2 separate regions of the Pan troglodytes genome follow, and region 2 is linked to region 1. The links are chromatin contacts, called in public Hi-C maps. All regions are on one chromosome and are shown on one strand. The core of a region is the stretch at or near the end of the contact, and the rest is flanking DNA. Distances in the headings are between cores, read along the strand shown.

What was found. Hi-C and Micro-C count contacts between places; a contact is called where the count stands out from the background.
Region 2: a contact with region 1 is called in a Hi-C map of induced pluripotent stem cells, with 2.9 times the contacts expected there. The contact joins the promoter of RTL1 here to the enhancer-like site in region 1. A contact is called at or near these places in 3 of 7 Hi-C or Micro-C datasets (induced pluripotent stem cells and stem cell-derived neural progenitor cells) and 1 of 1 other capture datasets (stem cell-derived neural stem cells).

What each region holds. Positions count from the first base shown.
Region 1 is chr15:98,672,993-98,679,137 of NHGRI_mPanTro3-v2.0_pri, reverse strand. LOC129137009 (a long non-coding RNA gene) reads right to left here. Exons shown (of 4, transcript XR_008539097.2): 4 at 2,553-4,101. Among named protein-coding and RNA genes, the nearest start is that of DLK1, 58 kb to the left of the region's middle. Within about 2 kb of position 2,302, at least 4 of the 24 cell types and tissues checked have an H3K27ac peak or open chromatin away from gene starts, as enhancers often do. A contact at or near this core is called in induced pluripotent stem cells, stem cell-derived neural progenitor cells and stem cell-derived neural stem cells, where this site is marked.
Region 2 is chr15:98,909,433-98,915,577 of NHGRI_mPanTro3-v2.0_pri, reverse strand. RTL1 (retrotransposon Gag like 1) reads left to right here and starts at 3,655. Exons shown (of 3, transcript XM_520846.8): 1 at 3,655-4,256. It overlaps LOC104002164 (a long non-coding RNA gene), which reads right to left. Exons shown (of 30, transcript XR_010151034.1): 3 at 1,368-1,433; 4 at 1-595.

The sequences.
Region 1 (6,145 bases), core at 1,053-3,552:
TTTAAAATAAAAGAATAAGGTATCAATATTAATTGCAGTTTTAATGGTAAGAAGTGCCCCCAGCTCATTTCTCCATCCCCACTTTGAAAGTGACAGGGTCTCAGGCAGCCCTGTTTCCAGGCAGACGTTTCTGCACATGGCCGCACACACGCAGGCAGGACGTTTGGTCTCCTGCTCTGTTCACTTAACATTAAAGATAAGCATCTCTCCCCAACAAGACTTCATAATTACGGTGGTTAGGGGCTGCAGCATCTTCCTCCCAGCAGCCCGGATTCTCGCTTTCAATTTGGTGGGGAGAGTGGCCGCCTGCAGAGCTATTAGGGGGGAGTGATTGATGGTTCAGTTGGAGCAAGGCTAGCTCAGCTGCACACCCCCGGGAGAGCGTGTTGGCCTTATTAATCCTGTGTACCTGTCTGGCCTGGGAAACGACTGTGTCGTGTGCCCCCAGAAAAAGCCCTGAGCTGGCCTTCTGGCTGCCCGTGCAGCCCCCCAAACCCAGTGGGGAGCATCTCAGAGCCCAGCCAGGGTCCCAGCCGGAGGACCACAGGTTGCTTGCTGTCACACTCATTTTGCTCCCTGGCGTTCAAAGTCCTTTGCACATCTCAAGCTGGGTCCCTTGTTTCCGCAGTGGGCACTGTGGAGTGTCCTCACTGCATCCCCTCATGTCAGGACCCTCCAGAAGTCCCTGTACACACACAGCCGTAGTCAGTATCTGTCTGCTTAACCTCTCATGCATCCCTCCACCCCTTCCCCTACTAACCAAATGGCAGGCTGTGCCTTATGCAAGAGCCCTCCAGGCCCCAGACCAGACCTCCCCAAAGGGGAGAATTCAGGAGGAAAATGGGCAGGCAGGCAAGAGTTTCCTCTTCTTTCCCCTAAATCTTACTCCTCCTCCCATTTTTTTTCCCATCTCAGAAAATGGCACCAGCACTCATGCAGTGGCCCCGCTGGGTCACCCTCCTGTAACAGCCCCCGGGCCAGCCACGGTCAGGCCAGCATGAGGCTGCGGCACCGCCACTTCTCAGCAGTTCCTAACCCCCCACTCCCCCACTCCTTCTCCACTGGGACGGGACCGCAGCCTCCCAGCTCCCCTGCCTGCCTATGGCAACTTGGCTCTAATCCCCTCCTCTCTGCACTACTCAGAAGCACAGTAAAATGCCAATCTGAACACACTTAAAAATCAATAACACTGCCCTTAGGACAAACTCCAAGCCCCTTACGACATCTGCATGCCCACCCTCTGGCCCCTTTCCCCCTCAGTCTCCATTGCAGAGATGGACTCCCTCGCGCCTCCTGCTCAGAAGGAAGGAAAATGAGTAGAAATAAACGCGGGGCTGGAGATGGCTTGACTGGCTCGTAAGAACCCGTTGTTAAATTTTCAAGAGATCTTGTGAGCTGTTTTTTAAACATTTGGCAGCTTGAACCAGCCATGGTGGGAGTATTTACACCAGGGAAATTGGCAAACACCACAAACCAGGGCTTTAGTTCAGCACCAACTCAACTCCCAGTTCTTCCCTCACTAGCCCCAAATTCAGTGAGGAATTGTGGACTCACAGAATTGGAAAGGGTCTTGAATCAGCCCTTCTCATGAGAATCCCATTTCACTCATTCATGCACACCATTCAGTCATTCAACAAACACCATCTGACCGTCTCCCCAAGTCGGGCTCTGTGCCAGACCCTGGGCTGGCCTCAAGAGCTCACACTCCAAAGCACATGCTACTTATGTATGTGACAATGTGGTAAAGTGCCTTCACCAAGGGATGGCCAAGGTTGGGGTGGAGGCCTGGAGGAGGTTGTTTCCTGAGGACATAAAGGAGACCCCGCACTGTTTTTAACATGACTCAAGTGATTTCAACTTTCAGAATTTGTTCAGATTGCTTCTGTGGGCCAGCACATGAGCTTATAAATTATGAATGGTATTGGAGGCAAGTTACAGCAAACTCAATCTGTGTCGGCTTAAACACACGAGGCTTTTTTTTTTTTTTTTCTCACTTAGAGAGAAACCTGGAGGTGGACAGTTGCTGGTGTTGGTTCCACAGCTTCACGAAGCCCTGGGGACCCTGGGCTCGCTCTTCTGCCTCCCATCTCTCGCTGCCTGCCGGTGTCGGTCACAGGATGTTAGTGGGCTCCCACCCCTGTATCTGCGGGTCGAGGGCGGGTCGAGAGCAGTCAGGGCAGCAGGAGCCCTCTGTCTCCTGTTACCAGGGGCTTTGGCTGGCGCTTTCACTGTCTGCTGGGTGCCCCTGGAGAGAAGCTGAGCTGCTTCCTCCTCTGAGTCCCTGAGCCCAACCCCCAACCCCCGGCCAGGTACAGAGCAGCATGTTTGCCTGAGCTAAGCAAACAACGCGACGCTATTGTCAGAGGGCTGGCAGGGCAGCGGGCTCGTGGCCGCGTCTCTGCCTGAGGAGTGAGATAATGCTGCCGTCCTCATCTGTAATCAGCTACCTAATGAGCTGCATCGTCAGGCTGTCCAAGCTGCTACCTAGCAGCTGGCTGGGAGCCTGCGGAAGCCCTATTAACCTTTTCAGTTCCTGCAAAGAGCACACTTACCAAAGGATGAGGGCCAGCCCAGGACCAAGGCAGGAGCCTGAGAATCCATCACCCCGAGAGCCAGGACAGTGCCATCCCCAAGTCTCATGAGCTTGCCTGGAGAAAGGGGCTGATGAGAGTAGACACCTAGAGTATCCAGCAGGTCTTAGTTGTCATCATTGGGATCCCCTCTCATGAATTTCATCAGAATGGGGCTGGTCGGGGGTGCCCGAAGCCTTTTGAGATCTCCAGGAAACCAAGCTTGACTCTGCCCATGTGGGAACAAAATCAGCTGAGAGAAACACACAAGCACGTGCCGTGCAGGTGCCCAGATGCAGACCCAGAGACAAGTATTCCAGCAAGGGCACGTGGTTTATTTGGGAGGTGATTGCAGGACTGCAGGGAACGGGGAACAAGGCAGAGAGGAAGGGGCCAGCCCAGGGAGCTTCATCAAGCTGTCACTGCTTCCACAATGGCACTCCGTCCCAGGACCTCTGGACCCGGGGAGGACAGAGCTTAGAGCATCCTCCTAAGGGCTCACTGCTGGCTGAGGGCTGTTCCCAAGAGGACAGGATCGAATTCTCTGGCACTTTGACCTGCTGTGTGCACAAGAGCACCTCCGGGAGGCATCGTGTGTGATGCCAATGGGATGTCAGACCAGAGGGCAGGGAGGGGAAAGAGCGACGGCACAGGCAGGGCCCCCAGCTGCTCTAGGGAGCCCCTCTGCTGCTGTCTGCTCTGCTGAGCACCTGGGATGCCAGGATGAGACTCTCTGCCTCCATGCTCACTGGAGGGTGGTTTACTGACATGGCCTTTCTTTCCCTGCTCAGTCTTGCTCAGAAGCTTCTGCAGGGGTCACCCAGGCCCATGCAGGACCTTGGCCACAGGACCTCTGGGGAACATTGCTTTAGCTTTCTGAGCTCTGTGGCACAAGAGGGCAGGAGGTGCTTGGAGGGGTCTCGAGTGAGGGGGCCTGTGGTATCTACTGCACCCACCTCAGGGCCTTTGCACGCACTGTTCCCTCTACTTGAATGCTTTTCCCAGTCTTTATGTATCTGAGTTTCTCCTCGTCTTTCAGGTTCTGCTTGGATTTCAGCTTCTCAGAGAGGCTGTCACGGCCCTCTCTCTCATTCGACCTCTCTCTGTTACCATCTAGCACATCATCTGATTGCATTTTCTCCAGAATGATCTTGCTTGTTTCCATGTTTATTCTCCATCTCCTCTTCTAGACAGAAAGGTCTAGGAGAGTCACATCCTTACCTCCCTTGTTCATCGAGGTATGCCCAGTACCTATGCCCCTGCTCGGCACACAGTGGGGCCTCAGGTAGTATTTGTTGGTGAGTTATTGATGAACCCATCTCTGGGGTTGCTGTGGATTTCTCATGGCAGTGTGCACGAAGGGCCTAGCAAAATGCCCAGCGCCTAGTAGGTGCTCAATAAAATGCCAGCCCGGAAAAGGGTGAGATTAGCAGCATTTTCTTGTCTAGCCTCTCCATTTTCTGAATAAGGTGACTGCAGCCCAGAGAGGGTCGGGAACTTGAAGAAGGTCACACAGCAGACCTCTTGATCCCTGCAGAAGAGGAATCAAGAACGCTGGTGTATTCCAGGACGGCCCCCTCCATTTCCACTTTACCTGTGGTAGCTCAGGCCCCTAGAGAGTCAGCTTCCAGGTTTTGAAATAATAGAGGGAAACGTTATAGCTCTTCTAATCCTCAAGAAAAATTAATTCCACGGCCAGGCATTTGTCCCCCACGCTTCAGAATCTGGGGTTCAAATCATGGCCCTGCCTTTGCTGCCGCCGTGCTTCAATGTTTCAGAGGTGGATTCTCAGGTAAAATATTGCCATCCCAGTGGCCCTAGGCACAGCAGCGCCCCAAGTAATCTCCCTCGACACAATACAAATGGGATACAATGTCACCCATCCCGGTTTTAAATGAGAAAGTTGGAAAAACAAAATGCAGAGGTAGGAAGCGGTTCTGATTACAAGGAGCTGAAAGTAATTGCCTTCCGGCAGAAAGCCGGGTGCACCTCCGCCGACGTGGGGGGGGCCGCCTGCCCACCCCCCATCCATCATCTCATCGTGCGGACTTTGAATATTAAGTAAAGTTTTATTTATGGTTCTTCTTGCGGGCTTATGACTCTCAAGCGAGGCAGGGATAATAACAAACCCTCTCACACAAAAGTTAGGCTATAAAAAAATAATTAAGGAAAATTTTCCCCGCAGTACAGGCAGCTGAGAAGCTTAGTCCTTCTGCAAACAGACTCTGCCATGGCCTTCATAATGAAAGCGAATTGCTTCTGCGCTGGAAGTGGCAGGCGCGTGGGGAGTGGGCACTCAAGCCGGCTTCTCCCCTTCTAGCTGCCCCAGTGGAGATGGGCCCTGGGGGAGGTCACAGCACCGGCATCCCTGAAAAGAGGCCCACCCTTGGTCCACCCCCGGATGAGCAAGCCCCAAGAATGCCAGGAAGCAGCAGAGGTTTTTTTTGTGTTTTCTTTTGTTTTGTTTTGTTTTGTTTTGTTTTGTTCTGTTTGCAGAAAGTGAAAGGTGCACTTGTAGCAGGCGGCAATAGAACGACAGGCTGTTTGTCAGGGAATGTCAGCCTGTTCAACTGGCCCCAATTTACCAGGTAGGGAAACTGAGTCTGGGTGGATAAGAGGGATCAGGTTGATTCTAAATAGCCCAAGAGCAAGTTCAGGCTGCCAGGCATGGGGTGGGCCCCCGGAGAGGCAGATTTTGGCCAGAGACCAAAGGCTGGTGTTTTATCACTGCCAAGGTGGCCAAAGGTTTGCCACCATCCCTGGAAGAGCCACATTCTGGGTTCCAGGTGGGTGGCCCTTACCACCACGACCATCACCACTTCCAGGACTCTGCTCTGTGCCAGGCACCACGCTGAGTGTTTTGTCCATGTTATTATGACCCATCCTCACAATAACCCTGTAGGCTCCTCACTGTCCCCGTGCTGCAGATGGGGAAACTGAGGCTTCAGGGTTGCTCCACATGTGCAGAGAGGCAAGGAACTTCTTGTTCTCTGAGCAAGGAGTAGTGGCTTAGACAGGCAGCCAGGGGCTGTTTCTCTAAGTGGAGACACATTGCTAAACAGAAGCCTGGTGCGTTTTTGCCTCACTTTTCCCCTTTTCTTGTCTTAGTCTTCTGTCATCAGCCAGGAGCCCCGTGTGGACATTCACTTTAGCAACTTCATTTACTAAATGGTATGCAGCACATATTTCTGTGTTTGGAGCACATGAATTCAAGCAATAAATATTTACCAATGGACAGCTCTGTGCATGGCAGGAGGGACACCGCAGGAACAAGATAGACACAGCACGCCCTGAGAACAGACTGGGGGCGGGCATGGCACAGTGTCCCCGTCAGGCAGACAACGTGTGCGAAGATCCTGAGGTGGAAGGAGTGTTTTCCCCCAATTGTTCTTCTGTCACTGTATGTCAGCCAGCATTGAACATTTGTTTCTGCAAGAGTGTCTGTGTGTGTGTGTGTGTGTTGGAGCAAGGCGGGGGTGGGGCAGTTTGCATGTTCACGTATTCAACTGCTACTGGTATCAGCACTGTGCTCAGTAGGAGGACGCAGCAGTAAAAGCTAAGTGCTCTCAGCCCTC
Region 2 (6,145 bases), core at 2,406-4,905, 240 kb before region 1:
GGAGATAAAATTATGCCAAGTGCCAGTGAAGGGCTGAATATGCGGTTGGGGCTTAGGGCTTAGTCATCCAGGAGAGCCAGTGGAAAGGCGGATGCCTGCTCTTCCTCAGTGCTGCGTGAAAGCAGCAGAGACGGAGAGTTGCCACTGAGCAGCTCCAGCACCACAGCTGGGACTTGGTCCCTGTAAGCTGGCATCCCACCTGTTGTCCCAGAGCCACCTGAGCCAGTCAGTGCGCTCAGAAGCAGAACAGAAGGCAGGAGCTTCACCAGCAAGCTCCATTCAGAGGGAACCTCTCTTCAAAGATCAAGTAAGCCTTTGATCTTGGTGGGAAATTGACTAGCCTCTCTCATTCCTCTCTCCTTCCACCACCTGTGCTTCAATTCACTCATCCATCTTACCAGCATTCGTGAGGTAGCCAGCCATCTCTCCATCTATGCATGTATCTTGATGTAGGCATCCATCCATCCATCAGACCTGACATCCATCCTTCCACCTCTCCATTTTGCAGAGGAATCACACAGACCTGAGTTGGAATCCTGGGTCTTGCTTCCTAGCCGACCTTGAGCAAGTCACTAACCTCTCAAAGTCCTCTAATCTGTAAAATGAAGGGAAATCAGATGTCGCTGGGGTGAGGATTTAAAGAGAGCGTAGACATACTAGTGTCTGGCCTCAGCAAAGTCATTAAATGTTCATTCCCTCTGCTTCTGCAATCTGGTTGGGATTTATGCAAGGAAATAAACCACCGCATCTTTTGCATGACATGTTGAGAAGTGCTTTTTAGAAATTATCTGCGATGTTTTAGTGGTGTGCATCTTCCGGTGGCACCCAGGGCTGGGCAGTGGCCAAAGCAGTTTGGGGTGGTGGTCCCCCCTGGACTCACAGTAGAGAGTGCCATCTAGTGGATAGGCACCTGCCGGGGTCCCCTGTTGGTCCCAGGTCACAACAGCTGAGGTCAGGCAGCTAAACGGCAAGCCAGGAGGTCCAGGCGAACCCAGCCCCCAGACTGTAGGCTGCCCTTTTTGGGATGTAGTGCATGTGCTGTTTTAACCACTCAGGGGACCTGGACTGCCAGGAGCCTTTTGTTTTATGGACAATAGCCAGCTATGTTTTGCCTGCCCCTGCCCAACTCCCCTTTAAACGTTTCTGGGAAAAAGAATCATTCTCGCAGCTACTGTTTGCTGAGTGTCTCTGACATATTAGACATGCGGCTGGGGCTTCAGGGGTTAATGTTCTAACCCTCTCAATGACCCAAGGAGAGACCCAGAACTTGCCCCATTTTCAGTGAGAACACTGAGGTTTGCTGAGGTTGAGTTTCTCATTTAAGGTCCAGGCAGATATTCAATCCCTAAATGTGTAGCCATACTTACCTTCTAGAGCCCCAGATCCCCTTGAAAGAGCAGGAGATAGTTTGAACACTGACTTGACCAAGCCAACTGTAAAAGAAATTTATGAGTCAATCAAGAATATTGGAATGCTACATAGATGGTGGATGATATTAAGGAAAGGCTATTAATTTTTTAACTTGTGATAATGGTATTGTGGTTTTATTTTTAAGAAACAAAAGCTTCTTATTTAGAGATACAAACTAAAAAATGCTCAGAGGAAACAGGATGGTGTCTGAAATTTGCTTCGAAATAGTCCAGGGGTAGGGGTTGGGCAGTGGGAGTAGAGGGACAGTTTAGGGTTTAGATGAAACAAGAGGGGCCAGGGTTTGATGGCAACTGTTTCCGGTTAATGGCAATATGAAAATTGAGTAAACAGTAAAAATATGTACTATTTTCTCTACTTTTGTGTTGTTTGCAATTTCCCATAATAAAGGGATTTTTAAATCAACAAGTGAAAATACAGTGCAGAAGATGAAGGGCTGGGGGTGAAGGGTGCCATTTAAAAGAACAGAGGGGCCTGGGGTATGAGAGAAATTTTCTGGAGTAGCAGGGAACTGATTCACAGGTGGCAAATGCCTCAAAGTGAAAAGGGAACTAGAGGGGCTGGATCCAGAGGGAAGAGAATCATTCCACGTTGAGTGGACGGAGGACGATGTACCAGGGTGCAGAGTGTTGCGGAACAGACACCCGCCAGCTGCCCAGAGACCCTCCTGCAGCCCCCAGCGCTCCTCTCCCCACTCTCCCTCCCAGTCCCTGCCTCCCCGAGCCCTCCAGCTCTCTCCCTGACCCCCAGGCCCTTCCCTGGCTGGAAAAGGGCCTGAGGGTACCACTCTTCAAGGCAGAGCGGCCACCTGATGAGCCCTTCCCTGGGACTCTGGTCCCAATTTGGTTACTGGGACAACGCTGTCTCCCATTAGACACGCTTTGAAGGAAGACCCTGGAGTGACCGGCTCAGTCATGCTGGGAAGGATTCAGCTGTCTAGCTTTCAAATGCCCTTTTTTTTTTTTTTTTTTTTTGGCTTTTTTATTTCTTTTGGAAAGATAAGAGTTGATGCTTTTACCCTAAAACTGTGTGCCAAGCCGCTCTGGCTATCCTCAGCCCCACTCTTCCCCTATCTCTGTAGCCCTCCTTTCCGTCCTTCATAGGCTGCAAGCTGACTGGCGCCCGACCCCAGGTCCACACCCACCTCCCTCTACCCCCTGGTCCATCCACCACTCCCGGCCTCCTCCCCTACTCTTCTCTTTCTGGCCCCGCTGCAGTCTCGGGCCCCTCGGCTTCCTGGGCGCCTGGCCACCACGCAGCGCCTGGAAGTGCTCCCTCCCTCATCTCTCATTCCCCACTTTGGAAAGCCGGCCACCGGACAGGACAGCTCCCGGGACAGCTCCCGCAGCCTGCTGCATTGCAGCGCAGCCGTCTGTGAGGGAGGGGCGCAACCTGCAGCCCCCGCCCCCCGCCCCGACCACCCCCGCCCAGCAGCCCCCAGCCCCGGCACGGCCGGCTCTGCGCCGCACGCATCTGTCGCAGTTAAAAGCGCCGCTGCCAGAGCAAAAGCGCCGGTCCCTCTTGACTGTCCCCCTCCTCACTTTTCGGGCTCAGAAATGTGGCCCAGGCAGCCCCCTTGTGGCACGTGGGGGCGCCACAGACTCTTGGCTGGTGTCTGAAGAATTCAGACTGTCTGATTCCACCGCACCGTGAGTTGGCACAAATCTTCGGTGGCCCAACTCCTACCCGATGCAGAACTCTGCTCAGCGGCCTCTCTGAGTGGGGGGCACCTCTCCCCTCCCCTCTCCCCGTCCACACCTCTCCCTTCTCCCTCCAGGAAGGAAGCGAAGGAACTCTCCTGTTGAATATTGCTCTGACAAGCAGACAGGTGTCTGGCAAACGTGATTGTGGTGGTGGGGGAAGGGGGGGCCAGGAAGGTGGTGGGAATGGGGGCTTTTCTCGAAATGACGTTTGGTTTCCATCTCTTATCTCACAGATGGGAAACCGAGGTGCGGGGAGGGCCATAGTCCCTGTCTGTGTCAGAGTCAAGGCTGGAGATCCTCCACCAAGTCCAGCCTGGGGCATTTCCCTGAGGTGCCGGGGCACCCTTAAGACGTGCCCCCTCTTCCCCCTCCCACTTGTCCAGCCCCAACCCCTCCAGATCTGGTTCTCCCCGTCCGGAAGCCCTGGAGGGCCCCTGGATGTTCTCCGTCCTCTCTAACTCACTGTCCACACAAACAAGCCCAGCCCCCTCCGTCTCTATCTGCAATCTACTTGCAGACAGGCAGGGCCCTCTCCACATCAGGTTAATAATGCCATTTTCATAAGCCTCTGCCCATAGGTGCTACCACCTAATTTTGAATCTGCCCTTCAAACGGATTGGGCCACAGAGGAGCTGGGATCTCAAGCACCGCTGGGAGGTGCTTATAACTAATCAATCCGTCCCCTGCCCACCCACACCCCCCCAGCACTCGGCACAGCCTCGCTGAGCAGCCTTCAGCAGCAGGGTGTGGTGGGGAGCCTCGGAGAGTCTGGGGTTCCATCCTGGCCCAGCCTCACACCAGCTGAGAGACGGTGAGTATAGGACTTTGCCTTTCTGTGCCTCAGTTTCCTCATCAATCTAATGGGGCTCATGAGACCAGTGTGCAGGGTTATTGCCCTGGTGAGTTCTTTGCAGACAGCCCAGTTCGGGACTTGGCTCCAAGACGGGGCTCCATAAATCTCCATGCCTGCACCCCCTCTTGATCACCTCAATTTCCAGTGTCTTATTCCCTGTTTGTTTCCCCCACCAGACCGACTGAGCTTCGAGGACAGGAAGCCACCGGCATCACTAAGCCACCGGCATCACTTCATCCCCAGCCTCACGCTTGGGACTGGGCCGGGGGAAGGTAGGTACACTGTGGTGGCTTGGAGAATGAGTGCATGGATGGATGTCTGTCCCATAGTCTATGGGATGCCCAGACCCCGCTGAGTTTCTCCTCCCCAGACCCCTGTCTAAGCTGGCCCTTCAAGGAAGCCGCCGGGAAAAACTGTTCCTTTATGCCTTCATGCTTTACCCCTCGTGCTGTTATATACAATGCAAATTCTCGGTCTATTAAATGCAGATGTGGGCTCTGCATGTCATTTATGCTGCCTGCTGCATCTACTGTGAGTTCCACAGGCCGGGGGCTGCCTCCGGCTGACTTGATTTGTGCGATTAAGCCAGCAGAGGGGACTCTGCCAGGAGAGGTTCCCGTTTGTATTGGGAGCAGGGTCTTGAAAGGCCAGGCTGTTTTCTCTCTTGCGACACTTGTTACATACCTCTCTCTCCCTCCCTGGGTCCCACCGTCTACTCCACAAGCATTTATGAAGTGTCTGATGTGTGCAAGCCTACACTTATCTCATTTAGTCCTCACTTCAAGCCAGTGACGGAGAAACTCTCATCTCCATTTCACAGGGGAAAAGCCGAGTCTGAAAAGTAAAGGGAATTGTCTCGCAGCTAGAGAGCAGGGAGTCAAGCCGGTCTGCCTGGCTCGGGAGCCCCCAGCCCTGCTGTGGCTGCCTACTGCTGCTGCTGCTGCTGCTACTGCAGGGCTGACCAGGGCTGGCCAGGAGGCCAGCAGCTCCTGCAGAAAAGGCAGGGGGCTGCATACAGAGTGTTCTCCCTAGCAACTGGAAAAGGGGCCATAGAAAACCCAAGAGGGCTGAGAAGCCGCTCAAGAGATAGACATGGAGCAGCTGGCCCCAGGCGGGGAGCACCACGCCCTCCCCTGGGCTTTTAGAACAGCAGGGCAAAGGGCTCTGTCCCAGGTCTAAAAGAACAGAGACAGAGGTGTTAGGACAGGTGTAGAGGCGCCCAATCCTGTTCCCACCATTGGTGGGGGTATTGCCATTCAGCACAGAAAGGAGAGGACTGAAAAGAGAGGGAGCCCACAGCCTGCAGAGATCGGAGGGCAGAGGGGGCAAGAGGGCTGCTGCACAGCCGAGGAGGCAGATGCAAAAGGCAGGGGAGGGCTCAGCAAAGCAGCTCTGCGTGCGAGCCCTGAGCAGGCTGCCTGGGGAGAGAGGGAGCTCCCTGTTACAGGAGGCATCCGAGGGGAGAGAGGCAGGCCAGTGCTTGGCTGAGAAGGCTGCAGCACGGTTTCCTGCCCAGGCTGGCAGCCCACATGTTTAGGCCTTTGAGAAGCTCCCACAGCACCAACTCCTGAGCAGGCAAGCGGGCAAGTGAGCGAGGTGGCCAGAGGAGACCAGGCAGGGGTCAGTATGAGGCCATTTGGCCTCTCCCGAGTAGCTTGCCCTGGGCTAAATGGCAAAGGCACAGAGATGGTTGGCGGGGTGCCTCTGTCCCAATAAGGCAATGAGGGAGAGGAGCAGAGAATGGGGTTGAGTGCCCAGGGCTGGTCGGGGGAGGTGGGGACTGTCCTGCTGCCAACTCCCCTCTTGAGGGCCAGAACACCTAAAGTGGCCAAGCACCTGCCCTGGCTCCTGAGCCCACAGAGGCTGGCCTGTGTCCTCTCTGGGGCAACAGGCTGGCAGAGTGAGTGGAAGGAGCGAGGAGGTCTGGCAGGTTGAGGGGCCCTTTTCTGGAGGCTGAGCAGCAACCACAGATGCAGCCAGCTGCCAGACTGTGACTTACATGTTCAGTGGACTCATGAAAGCTCCTCACACAGTGACAGGGCTGGGGGGCCGGCCTGCTGATGAATGCAGCCCACACGGGAGTCGGGAGCTGCCTCTCCTGGCCCATTCACAGGGGTTCAGTTCCCAGGAACTGTGGGTGGACAGAGCCTTTATCAGGGGA